Regions from separate parts of the Mus musculus genome. Here regions 1 and 3 are each linked to region 2. A link is a contact called in public HiChIP or PLAC-seq and promoter capture Hi-C data. All regions are on one chromosome and are shown on one strand. The core of a region is the stretch at or near the end of the contact, and the rest is flanking DNA. Distances in the headings are between cores, read along the strand shown.

Evidence for each region. Promoter capture Hi-C pulls out the DNA fragments that hold promoters and counts their contacts. HiChIP or PLAC-seq counts read pairs in DNA pulled down with a chosen protein or histone mark.
Region 1: a contact with region 2 is called in an H3K4me3 HiChIP or PLAC-seq map of embryonic stem cells, with 18 read pairs. The contact joins the promoter of Pou5f1 here to the promoter of Ddr1 in region 2. A contact is called at or near these places in 8 of 39 promoter capture datasets (the C10 cell line, the HPC-7 cell line, HPC-7-derived erythroid cells and 6 more), 5 of 484 Hi-C or Micro-C datasets (embryonic stem cells, muscle stem cells and nephron progenitors), 5 of 115 datasets of contacts at active chromatin or transcription factors (embryonic stem cells, epiblast stem cells, memory CD8 T cells and 1 more) and 4 of 9 other capture datasets (adipose tissue, liver, macrophages and 1 more).
Region 3: a contact with region 2 is called in a promoter capture Hi-C map of embryonic stem cells. The contact joins the promoter of Psors1c2 here to the promoter of Ddr1 in region 2. A contact is called at or near these places in 8 of 39 promoter capture datasets (the C10 cell line, the HPC-7 cell line, the SN4741 cell line and 4 more), 2 of 484 Hi-C or Micro-C datasets (embryonic stem cells and uterus), 3 of 115 datasets of contacts at active chromatin or transcription factors (embryonic stem cells, epiblast stem cells and pancreatic cancer cells) and 4 of 9 other capture datasets (adipose tissue, liver, macrophages and 1 more).

The regions. Positions count from the first base shown.
Region 1 is chr17:35,502,888-35,507,599 of GRCm38.p6, forward strand. It overlaps Pou5f1 (POU domain, class 5, transcription factor 1), which reads left to right and starts at 3,145. Exons shown (of 5, transcript NM_013633.3): 1 at 3,145-3,596. The coding sequence starts at 3,213. Gm32362 (a long non-coding RNA gene) reads right to left here and starts at 2,850. Exons shown (of 3, transcript XR_385564.3): 1 at 2,539-2,850; 2 at 99-197. RefSeq lists promoters at 1-3,215, 1,264-3,164, 2,922-3,191 and enhancers at 1-1,927, 1,092-1,200, 1,922-2,930, 2,012-2,254.
Region 2 is chr17:35,697,980-35,702,399 of GRCm38.p6, forward strand. Ddr1 (discoidin domain receptor family, member 1) reads right to left here and starts at 2,611. Exons shown (of 18, transcript NM_001198833.1): 1 at 2,452-2,611. LOC115488883 (a small nuclear RNA gene) reads right to left here and starts at 1,330; the gene lies at 1,224-1,330.
Region 3 is chr17:35,531,138-35,535,504 of GRCm38.p6, forward strand. Psors1c2 (psoriasis susceptibility 1 candidate 2 (human)) reads left to right here and starts at 2,064. Exons shown (of 2, transcript NM_020576.2): 1 at 2,064-2,157; 2 at 2,762-3,510. The coding sequence starts at 2,103. The coding sequence ends at 3,114.

The sequences.
Region 1 (4,712 bases), core at 1,895-4,394, 190 kb before region 2:
TTCCCAGCCCCTAGCCTTGGACCTTTGTTCTTATCACTTCCAACGCCCAAGGGCAGGCATTATAGGTGTGGCATTCCGCATCTGGCTTCCCAGGATACCTTTTCATGCTGGTGGACCATCTCTGGCTGGGGACGTGTGGGCTTCTCTGCTGTCTTTGGTTCTCCAGACAGAACTCCGAGACAGATCTTGACTTGGTTCTAAAATACAGGTGGTTTGTGGCAAGTTAACGAATTTTAGCTCAAATTTGGGGTATTTAAGATACCATGGTGACTCTTTTTTGTTTGTTTTTCTTTCTTTCTTTTTTTTTTTTAAAAAGATTTATTTATTATTGTACGTAAGTACTTCAGACACCAGAAGAGGGTGACAGATTTTTTTTTTTTTTCGAGACAGGATTTCTCTGTGAAGCCCTGGCTGTCCTGGAACTCACTCTGTAGACCAGGCTGGCCTGGAACTCAGAAATCCACCTGCCTCTGCCTCCCAAGTGCTGGGATTAAAGCCATGAGTTGGGACCGCACCCGGCCCAAAGTGACTCTTAAAGGGGGCAGAGTGGCACATATTTTCAATCCTAGCACTCAGGAAGCAAAGGCTGGTGGATCTCTGTGAGTTCAAGGCCAGCCTGGTCTACAGAGTGAGTTCCAAGCCATCTAAGGCTATGTAGGGAACCCTTGAATCAAACCCAAAAGTTAGTCTGATGATTTTCTAAGACCCAGGAGGCAAGAAACTGGATCAGATGAGCCAACAGGTCTGCTGTCCCATCTCCAGGGCCACCAGGCTCACAGCTCGGGACCAGGCTAGGGCACATCTGTTTCAAGCTAGTTCTAAGAAGACTTGGGACTTCAGACAAAGTTGCTGTTAAGGACTGTATTATACTCTAGGCACGCTTAGGGCTAACCTGGTTGCAAAGCCAGTCACTAGGCAGTTAAAGGACTCAGAATATGTCTCTTGTCCTGGCCAGTGAGTCACCAAAAGAGAAATCACAATCCATAAGACAAGGTTGGTATTGAATACAGACAGGACTGCTGGGCTGCAGGCATACTTGAACTGTGGTGGAGAGTGCTGTCTAGGCCTTAGAGGCTGGCCCTGGGAGGAACTGGGTGTGGGGAGGTTGTAGCCCGACCCTGCCCCTCCCCCCAGGGAGGTTGAGAGTTCTGGGCAGACGGCAGATGCATAACAAAGGTGCATGATAGCTCTGCCCTGGGGGCAGAGAAGATGGTTGGGGAGGGGTCCCTCTCGTCCTAGCCCTTCCTTAATCTGCTATTGAGGAAGCTTTGTGAACTTGGCGGCTTCCAAGTCGCTGCCTTTATTTAGGTCTTCCAACTAACCTATGGCACTGTTCCACAATGAATGTATAGAAATTGGGAGGTGAGCATGACAGAGTGGAGGAAACGGAAGATTCATGGAGAGGGCCAGAGAGATGGCCCCTCAGCCACCCTGGGGGATGACTTGGACCCATGTGGTAGAAGGAGGGGACTTCCACACATGTGCTATGTGTAGCTGTGTGTAGGTACATACACACCCTTAAAATAAAACGCAATTTTTTTTTCAAAGTCTCAGGGTGAATTTGGTGAAGTCGATGAAGCTGAGGCAGGAGAATTATCAGGAGTTCAAGGGCAGCTTGTTTTATAGAGAAAGGTTCCATCTCTACCTGATGAAGACTACCATCAAGAGACACCCCCGCCCCCCAGGGCACCTAGAGCCACTGACCCTAGCCAACAGCTCAGGCGGGCTGGGCCCAGGCTCAGAACTCTGTCCTGGCTATGTACACTGTGGGGTGCTCTGGGCTTTTTGAGGCTGTGTGATTCACCCTGGGGCCTTCGTTCAGAGCATGGTGTAGGAGCAGACAGACAAACACCATCCCTTGCAGACAGGCACTCTGAGGGCTATTCTCTTGCAAAGATAACTAAGCACCAGGCCAGTAATGGGATCCTCAGACTGGGCCCAGAAAACCACTCTAGGGAAGTTCAGGGTAGGCTCTCTGCACCCCCTCCTCCTAATCCCGTCTCCTTAGTGTCTTTCCGCCAGCACAGGAATGGGGGAGGGGTGGGTGACGAGGATGAACACCGGAGTCCCTGGAGGAAGGGAAGCAGGGTATCTCCATCTGAGGCTCTGTCTTTGAGGAGAGGTGGAGAGCTGGGGAAGTCTTGTGTGAGGGGATTGGGGCTCAGGAGGGGGTTGGGGAGCAGGAAGTTGTCCCCAGGGGAGCCATCCTGGCCCATTCAAGGGTTGAGTACTTGTTTAGGGTTAGAGCTGCCCCCTCTGGGGACCAGGATTGTCCAGCCAAGGCCATTGTCCTGCCCCCTTCCCCCAGTCCCTCCCAGGCCCCTTTGAACCTGAAGTCAGATATTTCTTCTCTCTACCCACCTCCCACCCGTTGGGTTTCTCCACCCAGGAACTAGGCTGGAAGCCTGGGATGAGGAGGTGGGGGGAGGGAGAACTGAGAATCTTGAGGAAAGAGGCCCCGGCCTTAACTGTGAGGGGATGGAGCCTGGGTGCAGGTCTTATGGGGGTTGGGGGGTGGTTAGTGTCTAATCTACCAACCTGGACAACACAAGATGGAATACTGTGCTCTGAAAACGCAGAGCCAGCACTTCTCTGGGGTCTCTGGGGACATATCTGGTTGGGGCTCGGGGTCCCATGGTGTAGAGCCTCTAAACTCTGGAGGACTGGAGGTGCAATGGCTGTCTTGTCCTGGCCTTGGACATGGGCTGAAATACTGGGTTCACCCATATCTAGGACTCTAGACGGGTGGGTAAGCAAGAACTGAGGAGTGGCCCCAGAAATAATTGGCACACGAACATTCAATGGATGTTTTAGGCTCTCCAGAGGATGGCTGAGTGGGCTGTAAGGACAGGCCGAGAGGGTGCAGTGCCAACAGGCTTTGTGGTGCGATGGGGCATCCGAGCAACTGGTTTGTGAGGTGTCCGGTGACCCAAGGCAGGGGTGAGAGGACCTTGAAGGTTGAAAATGAAGGCCTCCTGGGGTCCCGTCCTAAGGGTTGTCCTGTCCAGACGTCCCCAACCTCCGTCTGGAAGACACAGGCAGATAGCGCTCGCCTCAGTTTCTCCCACCCCCACAGCTCTGCTCCTCCACCCACCCAGGGGGCGGGGCCAGAGGTCAAGGCTAGAGGGTGGGATTGGGGAGGGAGAGGTGAAACCGTCCCTAGGTGAGCCGTCTTTCCACCAGGCCCCCGGCTCGGGGTGCCCACCTTCCCCATGGCTGGACACCTGGCTTCAGACTTCGCCTTCTCACCCCCACCAGGTGGGGGTGATGGGTCAGCAGGGCTGGAGCCGGGCTGGGTGGATCCTCGAACCTGGCTAAGCTTCCAAGGGCCTCCAGGTGGGCCTGGAATCGGACCAGGCTCAGAGGTATTGGGGATCTCCCCATGTCCGCCCGCATACGAGTTCTGCGGAGGGATGGCATACTGTGGACCTCAGGTTGGACTGGGCCTAGTCCCCCAAGTTGGCGTGGAGACTTTGCAGCCTGAGGGCCAGGCAGGAGCACGAGTGGAAAGCAACTCAGAGGGAACCTCCTCTGAGCCCTGTGCCGACCGCCCCAATGCCGTGAAGTTGGAGAAGGTGGAACCAACTCCCGAGGAGGTAAGTGAAGGGACTTGGCTGGGCTGGCAGAGGCAGCAGTGAAGGGAATTGGGAACATGTAGGGTAGCCACCCTGCCTGCCAAAGGTGGTGATGGCTGCCGGGCCTCCTGAGAAGCACGACGCAGTGTGGACTAGAACCCAGAATTGCAAGAATCAGAAACCGGCCTGGATTGTTTCGGCCTGGCCCTTGTCATGTAGGTCACCTAGGCCTGGCCTGTGTCCCGACACTTGCTTCATGCCATCACTGTCTGTACACCAGTGATGCGTGAAAATCAGCCCCCCCCCAAAAAAAAAAACATATCAGCCCCTCTGGGGACTTGGATCACAGTCGGACCCAGGAACTTGGCCTTAAGGTTAGGCATGGCTGGGGGGGTAAAAAATGGTGCTTATCCTGGAGTTATTGTTACTGAAGAGGTTGGGTGTGACTGGCTGCTGATAGGAGCTCTTGTTTGGGCCATGTGTGGAGTAGGGCTCACCTTCAGTCAAGTTTACGGCCTGTCTACTTTAGCCTCAGACTCCATGAGTCACCTTTACACGAGCAGACCCTTGTAGTGCCTGAGGTGCAGATCTGATCGATTTCAGCCTTTCTACCTTTCCTTGTAAACAAGAAAGGGACACCCTTGGGTAGGGGAGTTTTATCTCCAGGCCATCTTAAGATCATTCTGTGAGTGCACGGGCCTTGCTTAGTGTCTGATGGCCTACAGCCAGCACTCTGGAGCAAGTGTAAGCAATTAGCCTTAAGAACAAGGTGCGAGTGGATACCGATGCCCGCCGGGAGTTCCGACAGCTTAGCGATTGTTGTAGCAGGAGTCCCCTCCCTAAGTGCCAGTTTCTGTGTTATCTCAGGTCCTGTATGCCGCCGGGAGTCCCCTAGGAAGGCATTAATAGTTTATCTCACATCTTAAATGGCCCTTAATGAAGCAAGAGATTTGAACCTTAGTTAAGCTAATCCCAAATCCTCAAAATAGGATTTAGAAAAGCCAAAGACACTGCTGAGGGCGATTACAAGTTTTGGTCTTTTGAGGAGCAGTTGGAGATGAAAGTCTGTCTGAAGCCGAGAGAATCCTTTTCCATTGAAATGGCATTGAGGTGTGCCTCACTGGCTGCTGCTTCTGT
Region 2 (4,420 bases), core at 1,361-3,860:
ATACAGCCGCATGATGCAGGGGAGCAAGCCGCCGGGACTGGGAAGTCTGGCCGGGAATTCCTGGGTGCTACTCTCCACCCCCACCGCAGTAGAAACAGCAGGGCCCTTGTTCCCCTGAGTAACCTTCATGCCTATCCCAGATGAGTCATCAGAGACAGACAGTGCTGAGAGGAGCCTGGGGCTGAGATACAAAGCCAGGCAGGGACAGGAGGCGTGGAAGGGGAGGGGGCGGGGGGAGAGACAGAGCAGAACACAAAGCCAGAGGTAAATAGAGCAGGCAGAGAACGGGACACAGGGCCAAGTGCAGGAGCTGCAGAGACATGCTCACAAGGTCTGGGGCAACCCCTTTCCCATTGTCTCCTAGGTCTTGAATCCCACAATCAATCAGACCGGCTCAGGAGAGCCACCTCAATGGTACCCCACCTGGCCCTTCTTCAACCAATTACAAACCAAGGATCAGGACACTGCGCCCTGGGCCCTTCCTTCTCTCCTAAACCCATCGCCCAATCCCAGCTCTAGACACATACATACACACAGGGGACTTAAACCCACTGTGAACGCTAAATGTATCCTGCTCACATACCACTAGCGCCTTACTGCCTCTCACAGACATTTTCCTTTTCCTTTCTTCATTTCTTTTCCTTTTAGCTCCTGACCCTCCTGCCTCTTCAGCACACCCTATTGGCCTGTGTCCCACCAAGACCAGCTCACACAATTCCTATCCACTCTGTACAGATCTTTTTTGTTTTTTCTTGTATGCCGCTATCCTGTTTAGATTCAAAGAATGGAGTTCAGTTTTGCACCAAGACGTTCATATCCTGGAAAGGCTGTTTCAACTCACTTCAGCACCTTGAGCCCCACCCCCACCCCCGTTTTCTGCAAAAAGAGAGATAAATAGTCTACATGAGAGACTCTACAGTCTCCAGGATTTTGTTGTTGTTCCTGGACCCTGCATTCTTCCCTGGGGTCTTTTTAATTTTTATTTATTTATTTATTTGTTGTTGTTTTTTTCGAGATAGGGTTTCTCTGTATAGCCCTGGCTGTCCTGGAACTCACTTTGTAGACCACACTGGCCTTGAACTCAGAAATCCGCCTGCCTCTGCCTCCCAAGTGCTGGGATTAAAGGCGTGCACCACCACGCCTGTCTAATTTTATTAAGTATTACCTGGACCTCAAGTAGCTTTAAAGACAACTCCTCCATTAAATTCCATCTTCCATCATTTAAAAATTAAGGACCGTTCATGAATTTCCGTGTCATGCTTGTATAGGGGCCGCATTAGTCTTCTCTGTATCTTTCCAATTTTAGTATATGTGTTGCCGAAGCCAGCACCACTCCACACAGATCTTGACATCTTCTGTGTGTGCGTTTGATTTCTTTGTGTTGCTTTGGGGCGGGGAGAAGGACTGGTTAGTTGCTTGGGTTTTGTTGTCTCACTGTGTAGCCCTGGCTAGCCTGGAACTCAGAGAGATTCTCCTGCCTCTGCCACTCGAGTGCTGGAACTAAAGACCTGTACTCCTAACAGCAAGATAGTTGGTTGGGGTTTTTGTTTGTTTGTTTTGTTTTGTTTGAGACAAGGTCTCAAGTTCAACTACGATGCCAAGGAAGGCTGACCTTCAGTTCTTTATCACCAGAGGCTAATTACAGGTGTGTGCCACAAACCCCGAGGTAATCTATAAAGTCAGATCTCACCATTTAGCGAATACTAAACGGCAGACACAAGCTCCTATAATCAGAAGACAAAGTGAGCCACACGCAGGCCCTGAGGTACAGGATCCTCAGAGAACGGAGCCACCCACCCCCAAACATCCAGAGTGACTGAGCCAGAGGGAAGCCAAGAGCAGGCAGGAACAGGTGGGACTCAGGTGGGAAGAACAGCAAGAAAAACAAGGACCATCTCTCCCTGTTCTCAAGCATTCTACTGTGTGTGACCTGTCCCTACAGTGAGTGCCACACGAGTCTGGACACACCTCCATCCTTCTCAGCCACTCAGTTGTAGGCCAGCCGGGCGGTGGCTGGGAGAGGGGGTGCTGAAAAGAATTGCCTGGCCAGAAAGGGAGCCTGGGAGCGTTGCTCATTGGGCGGTGACCTCGTCTCTTGGCACAACCCGGCAACCACGGAGCGTGGCTGGTCTGGTAGGTTGGGCGTCAGGCTGGCTCCCTCTGGCCTGGGCAGCTTAACCGAGCATGTCCGTAAGCATGGCACCGGAGGTTGAGGGGTAGGCACCGATAGGATGACTCAGTGGGCTACATATGCGCGCACCTGTCCTCTTGGAGTTAGGTTCTCCCCTCACCCAAGAAAAGAGAGGTCCTCGCTCTCTTTTCGGAATAGTTTCTCGGAAAGTCAGGACCCTCTGCTTTGGATGGAGAGTCAAAATCCCGGGGCAGCAAACATAACTGGGGTTCCCCAACCCGCTCCCCTTGCCTCTTGCTCGTCCCCGCCTCAGTCCCTACCTCTCATGGCTCTCCGGGGCGGACCCGGGCGTCAGGCCCCGGCTTGGGGCCTCCTCGGCGGCGGGGCGCGGGAGGGGAGCGCAGGCGCCGGCGGGGCTCGGGTGTCGGGAGGCGGCTCCCGCGAGCAGCTGTCGGGGGCCTGTTCCGGGGAGAGGAGCCAGCGCGGGGCCGGATCGCGCCCAGGCGCCGCCTCCCCGCGCCCGTCCCCCGCCGGTACTCCCGCCCCGGCGCCCGCGCTCCCACGCCCGGCGCCGCCCCTCGCTCCTCTCCTAGTGCGGTACCCGCCCTGCAAGTGCTCCCCAGCGCGTAGCCTCCACTAGGTGATCCGCACGCCCATCCCCCGCCACCCCGATGCTGGGGTACAGCAGCACCATCAGGGGCCCGCTAAGCCCCCTAGGGACCCCGCGCGGTGGCTCGGGGGTGGGGAGAGTTGGCGCCGTCCCTCCTCCCCTTTTTCTGGGCTCGGTTCCTGGAGAGAGGGAGAGAAGCACGGAGAAGCGGCCCCAGGGCACGCAGGAAGGAACGGGTTCCCACAGGCCCAGCACCGGAGCGAGAGCTGCAGCCCGGCTGGGGGAAGGGAGCCGGGCTCACCTGTCTAGCCAGACCCTCTAGGTTCACACTCCACCCCATTTGTCACCATTTGGCACACACCCCTCCTCCGGATCCCAACCTAAATCACTCCCCCCATCCCCGCGCGCCCCAAGTCTGAGAGCCGGTCACACTCTTTTAGTCTCAACTTTTTTCTGTTCCCTTCTTCCAGAACCTCTCCCCAGCTTGGCAGCTCCCTCCTGTCTTCTCAGGATCCCTGAGATTCAAACCCCCAAGCTCCGGATCCCCCTGGGATCCCTGCTTCATCCAGGCTAACTCTGCAGTCTTTCTCAGGCAAGCCTCCCTCAGTCCCAGTCAGTCAGCTCGGTCCCTGGTGGAAGCCGCAGAGTCTGGCTTCTGGCAAGGAGAAGGGCAAAATGGAGCCAAGACGAGGTGGGGGTGGGGGAGGAAGATAGATAGGCGCCCTGAAAAATAAAGACACTGCCCAAAGCACAGGAACGCATGACCCAGGGATACAAGGAGACAATGAACGGAGAGAGCTGCTGAGCCATGGACCGGAGAGATAGAGGCAGGGAGGACAACAGAGCTAGTGTGGGAGTGTGGGAGGTGTTCCGTCCCATTCAGCACCACCTGTCATTCCTACCTCTCTCCAACGCCACCCCCCCCCCCATACCTGCCAAGTCCCCGGATAATGTCAGGTCACAGTAAAGTCTCCGGTCTCACCACCCGGTTACAAACACATCCCAACTGACTCAAAACTCACACCCAAAAAGCATTTCCAAAGAGTCTCAAGAAAGACACGAAGTCCAAACAAACCAAGACAAGTACACACAAAAAACCTACCAGGAAGATAAGCTGCCCCTAGGGAGAAGCCAAGGCAGGCTGGGTCTCCAGTTTACAAACCCAGGGACGTTCCAGCTGCTGAAGGACCTGCTAATGGCTCCCATGGCCACTGGGAGAACTGCCTACGACCTTTTCACCTAGACCTTAGGGGACACCCACCCCGACTCCCCAAATCACCTACCCCTCTGCAGACAGCGATTGGAAATCTGGGTCCTGCAGAGACTGGGCGGGGTGTGGAGCTTGGCTGGGGGTGGGGCCAAGGTTTCCCAGTAACCTCACCTGCGCTGGCGGCAGCCCCTCCTCCCAGGAGGGCCGCTCTGGGGAAGCCCGGGACAGGACTAGCAATGCTTCAGCCCCTCACGCCCGTGACTCACACTGCCCAGTGAAGGGCCCATGGGAGGTAGAATCTTGAAGCCTTGGCCCCTTTATCACTCTCCCAGGAAAAATTCCTAGTCGGTGATGCCCACCTCGCTCCAGACCAGGGCCGGAGGAGTAGGAGGGACGCAGGGCTGGGGCCCAGCGGAGTCAAGTGACAGCAGAAAAGGAGCTGGAGCCGGCTGGAATGTGCTACTCGGAG
Region 3 (4,367 bases), core at 814-3,313, 170 kb before region 2:
AGAAGCCCTCCACCCCCACACCCCAAGCCCCCTCCCCCACCCCAGGTTTGGTTTGATTTTGTTGTTGGTTTTATTTGTTTTTTGTTTTGACTTTTGAGACTTAGTAGCCCTGGATGCCTTAGAGCTTATTATGTAGAACAGGCTGACCTTGAACTCAGAGACCCACCTGCCCCTGCTTCCCAAGTTCATTCTGTCTCTGTCTCTCTCTGTCTACCCCCTCCTCCTTTTTTTTTCCAGGACAGGAACTCTGTGCAGCCCTAGCTATCCTAGAATTCACTCCTTGAATCAAGCTGCCCTCAAACTCAGAGATCTGCCTGCTATTGTGTTGTGCACCCCCCCAACACACACATACACACTCTCACACACATACACTCACACACGTACACACACACATATACACCCTCACACACATACACTCACACACACACATACATATACTCAAACACACACACACACACACACACACACACACACACACACACACACCCAGTGCTGGGGTTAGAAGCCTGTGCCACTGCTACCCAGACCAAGTTTCCTTTGTCCTCACTTTCTTTGGGTGTTGATGAATGCCTGGAGCAAGATACTAAACAGTCAACATTCAAGGAATCTCAGCAGATGCTGTCCTAGGCCAGGGCCACTGTGATGGACGGCAGGGGGTTCCTGGCAGGGGCAGGGCACAGTTCCAGACTGTGATGGACGGCAGGGGGTTCCTGGCAGGGGCAGGGCACAGTTCCAGACTGTGATGGACGGCAGGGGGTTCCTGGCAGGGGCAGGGCACAGTTCCAGAAGGGCTTTGGGATGGACTGGAGAGATGGCTAAGTGGTCCTAAGCACTGGCTGCTCTTCCGGAGGATCTAGATTAAAATCTTAACAACCACATGGAGTCGAACAACTGTTTATAACTCCAGTTCTGGTGGATTCAATGCCTTCTGACCTCCCTGTGCATCACTTGTATGTAAAACACTCACATTTTCTTTTTCTTTTCTTTTCTTTTTTTTTTTTTTTTTTTTTTTTTGGTTTTTAAGACAGGGTTTCTCTGTGTAGCCCTGGCTGTCCTGGACCTCACTCTGTAGACCAGAAAGAAAGGAAAGAAGAAAAAAAATCTGTGTGTGAGAGGAGGGAGGAAGAGTAACAATGGGTTAAAACCTTGGGAGCCTGAGGGAGATGGTCCAGGATCAAGATGGATGCTCTGGGGCCAGGGCTATCAAGTGGAAACCAAGTTTCCCTGATCAGCCATAAGTAGAATCCCAAACCGACCAGGTGGGGACAGATGTGTGGGGATTGGAGCTGTAGTCCAGACACTCTCAAGCCTTCTGAAGCAATCTCTCTTGGTGGTGGTGGTGGTGGTGGTGGGTGTGTCTTAAGGACCCTGATGCTCAGGGCCATCCTGAAGAAGGAAGATTTCTAGGGTTACAAGGGCAGGGGTGGGGGAGGGGAGCTCTTCCTGAGTCTTTGGTGTTGATGCAGTCACCTCTGCATGGGGTCAGGAACCAGGATATCCTGGCTTCCCGCGTCACCCAGGTGGCTCCCCCTGGAATTCCTTAGATGTCACTGCCTGGGAAGTTCCCAGTGACTGACTGAGGTGACATGCCAGAGAGCATGGTCCAGAGGGGAGTGGGGGGACGGAGCTCCGAGGCTGAGATGCCAGTCTAGAGGGTGCTTTCTGACCCAGGCGTCCCGCCTCTGCCTCTAATTACCAAGCTTCCCCACGCGAGGTTTGCCCCCATTTTGTGGCTTCCAATAACTATCACGGATGAAAGGTAGCCTTCCTTGTGATTATAAAGATGACAGGTGGGTCCTGATTCCTGCCGGGTGTGGATGGAGGAGGTGTGAAAACAAGGGTGGAGCCTCCTGGGGTCTGGGTCACTGATAGACCCGGCTGCCCCCGGCCCCCGGGACTGGGGGACAGAAAAGAGGGATGCTTACTGGCAGGTTCTTTGTAAACGGGTTTGACCAGTTAGGCTCTGGTAGGGATTCCTTAGGGTGCTGAGCTGGCCCCTCCCCACAGACTGGCCACCCCCTCTACCTCCTCTGCTATAAAGCCTCTTAGGTTCTCAAGCACCTAGACTCGGAGCACCCCGCCTTGGGGGCCAGTAGACAGCCATGATGCTCACCTGGAAGCTGCTAGGCCTGCTGGTCCTTTGCCTGTGTGCAGGAGGTGAGTCGTCAGAATAGGCCAGGAGCACAGCTGGGGTGATGGAGATGGTCGAAATGACCCACCCTTAGGGAGGGGACGCCCCCAGGAGGAAAGGAGTAAGAGGAACGCAGAGCAGAAGGGATTCTTGGAGTGTCCTTAGTGGGGAAGCTCAGGGGATTGCAGGCAGGGGCACCTTGATTCTGAATATGTTGCTGGGTCAGGTGGAGGGATGCGATAGAGTTGTGTGGAGTCACCAGGCCTAGGGAGTCACTGGGACTGAGGGCTGGTTATTACAGAGATGGCGCCTGAGTGACAGGTGGGGCCAAGACCACTTCCAGTGCAGACCACCCTGGGGGAGGTTCCAGTGGAGTATCCCAACCAAGGTTGAACAGAGAACCATTTGGAAGTATGATCGTGTCAGTGGTCCGGATGAGCCTAGGGCTTTCACACCGTGTGAAGATGGCCTCAGTGTTTGGGAAATGTATGGAGAGCACTTTGGGGGTCACTCTGAGATCTGTTTTGGGGCTCAGGCTGTGCTAGTCTAAGTGAGGCTCAACCTTTGGGTATGAAGCTGGGTGGGAAGTGTTCTGCGACTGTATCTCTTATTCTCCTTCCTCCTCTACAGGCATTTCAGGCAATGGCGACCCTTCTCCCGGATCTACAGACACCCACGAAGAGGAGGACTCCCCACCATTGCCTCTGGGACCCCCAATCCCTGGTGATCCCTGGCCTGGGGCGCCTCCTTTGTTTGATGAACCTCCGCCTCCAGGCTCCAACCGTCCCTGGAGAGATCTTCCTGACAGTGGTGCCTGGCCCCCAAAGCCCCCAAGCACTGATCCCCCTAAACCTCCTCTGCCTGATGACCCCTGGCCAGCAGGAACCCAGCCCCCAGAAAACCCCTGGCCTCCTGCCCCTGAGATGGACCATGAATCTCAGGAGGAGCCAGACCTTGACCCACCCCAGGAAGAGTATAGATAGGGGACCCTAGGGAACGTGAGCCTCCACAGAGCACACCAAAGCCCACCTTTTTCATTGGCTGCCCGCTTAGAATCTCAATTTTCCCTAATCCCTTAGTTCCCTTCCTCAGTCTCTGTTTGAATTGTGTTCTATGTTGGAAGTGTCTATGCTCTGCAACCCCCCCTCCCTCCACTTTGTGGTCCCTGTTCAGTCATTATGTTGTCCCTTCGCTTCTCTTGATCAGCAGAAAGCACACTCCTACCTCACTCAGCCTGTTCTTGCTTGTCTAGACCTGGACTTCTAGGCAGAGCCTGAGCTCTGTGCTCTCTGCTGCCCCCTGGTTTTCTTAGCTGGGAACTGACAGTCGATCAGGATGGTGCTTCCAATGGAAAAATAAAAGCCACGTTTTCTTCTGAATCTAGTCTGCTTTTTTTACCGTTGCTTAGGTTTTTAAATATTCAGTCGCGTTCCTCTCAGCTCTTAGCTTGCAGAGATCTAGAAATGGTGTGTGTTTTTTGTCTTGCACTTGTGCAGGGAGGAGGGCTAAGTACGTAATTTCACATCACAAGGGTATGCAGACCCATGGTCTTGCTCCTCTGGTGTTCCTGTGAAAGAGAAAGCTTGCCGCTCTCTAATGGCTGTGGCTTGTCTGCCCTAGGTGGTACATGTAAACCCGTAGGGTGTATGAGTAGTTTGTTTTGTTTTAGAGACAAGGTTTCTCTGTGTAGCCCTGGCTATCTGGAACTCAATCTGTAGAGCAAGCCTGACTCAAACACACAGATCTACCTACCTCTGCCTCTGGGTGCTGGGATTAAAGGCGTGTGCTACCACCACCCAGCTAGGCAGTTTGTTTTAAGGAACTCCATTCTGGATGCATTCAAGGTCCTTCTGGAACAGGGCCTCTGGCCCACACTGAGCCTGGGTAGGGTGTTCTTCTGGAACCTGCCCAGTAAAGAAACACAGTTCTTCCCAGCTTCTTTTTTGTTTGTTTTTTTGTTTTGGGGTGTGTGTGTGTGTGTGTGTGTGTGTGTGTGTGTGTGTGTGTACAGGATCTTTCCGTGTATTTCTAGCTGTCCTGACACTGTGTAGACCAGGCAGGCCCCCAACACACGGAGATCCACCTGTCTCTGTCTCCCCAGTGCTGGGATTAAAAGAATGCATCACCATACCCGACTCCTCCCAGCCTCTACAGATGCATTTTCAATGAAAGTTTGCTTTTCAGGGCTGGAAAGATGGCTCAGCAGTTAAGAGCACTGTCTGTTCTTCCAGAGGTT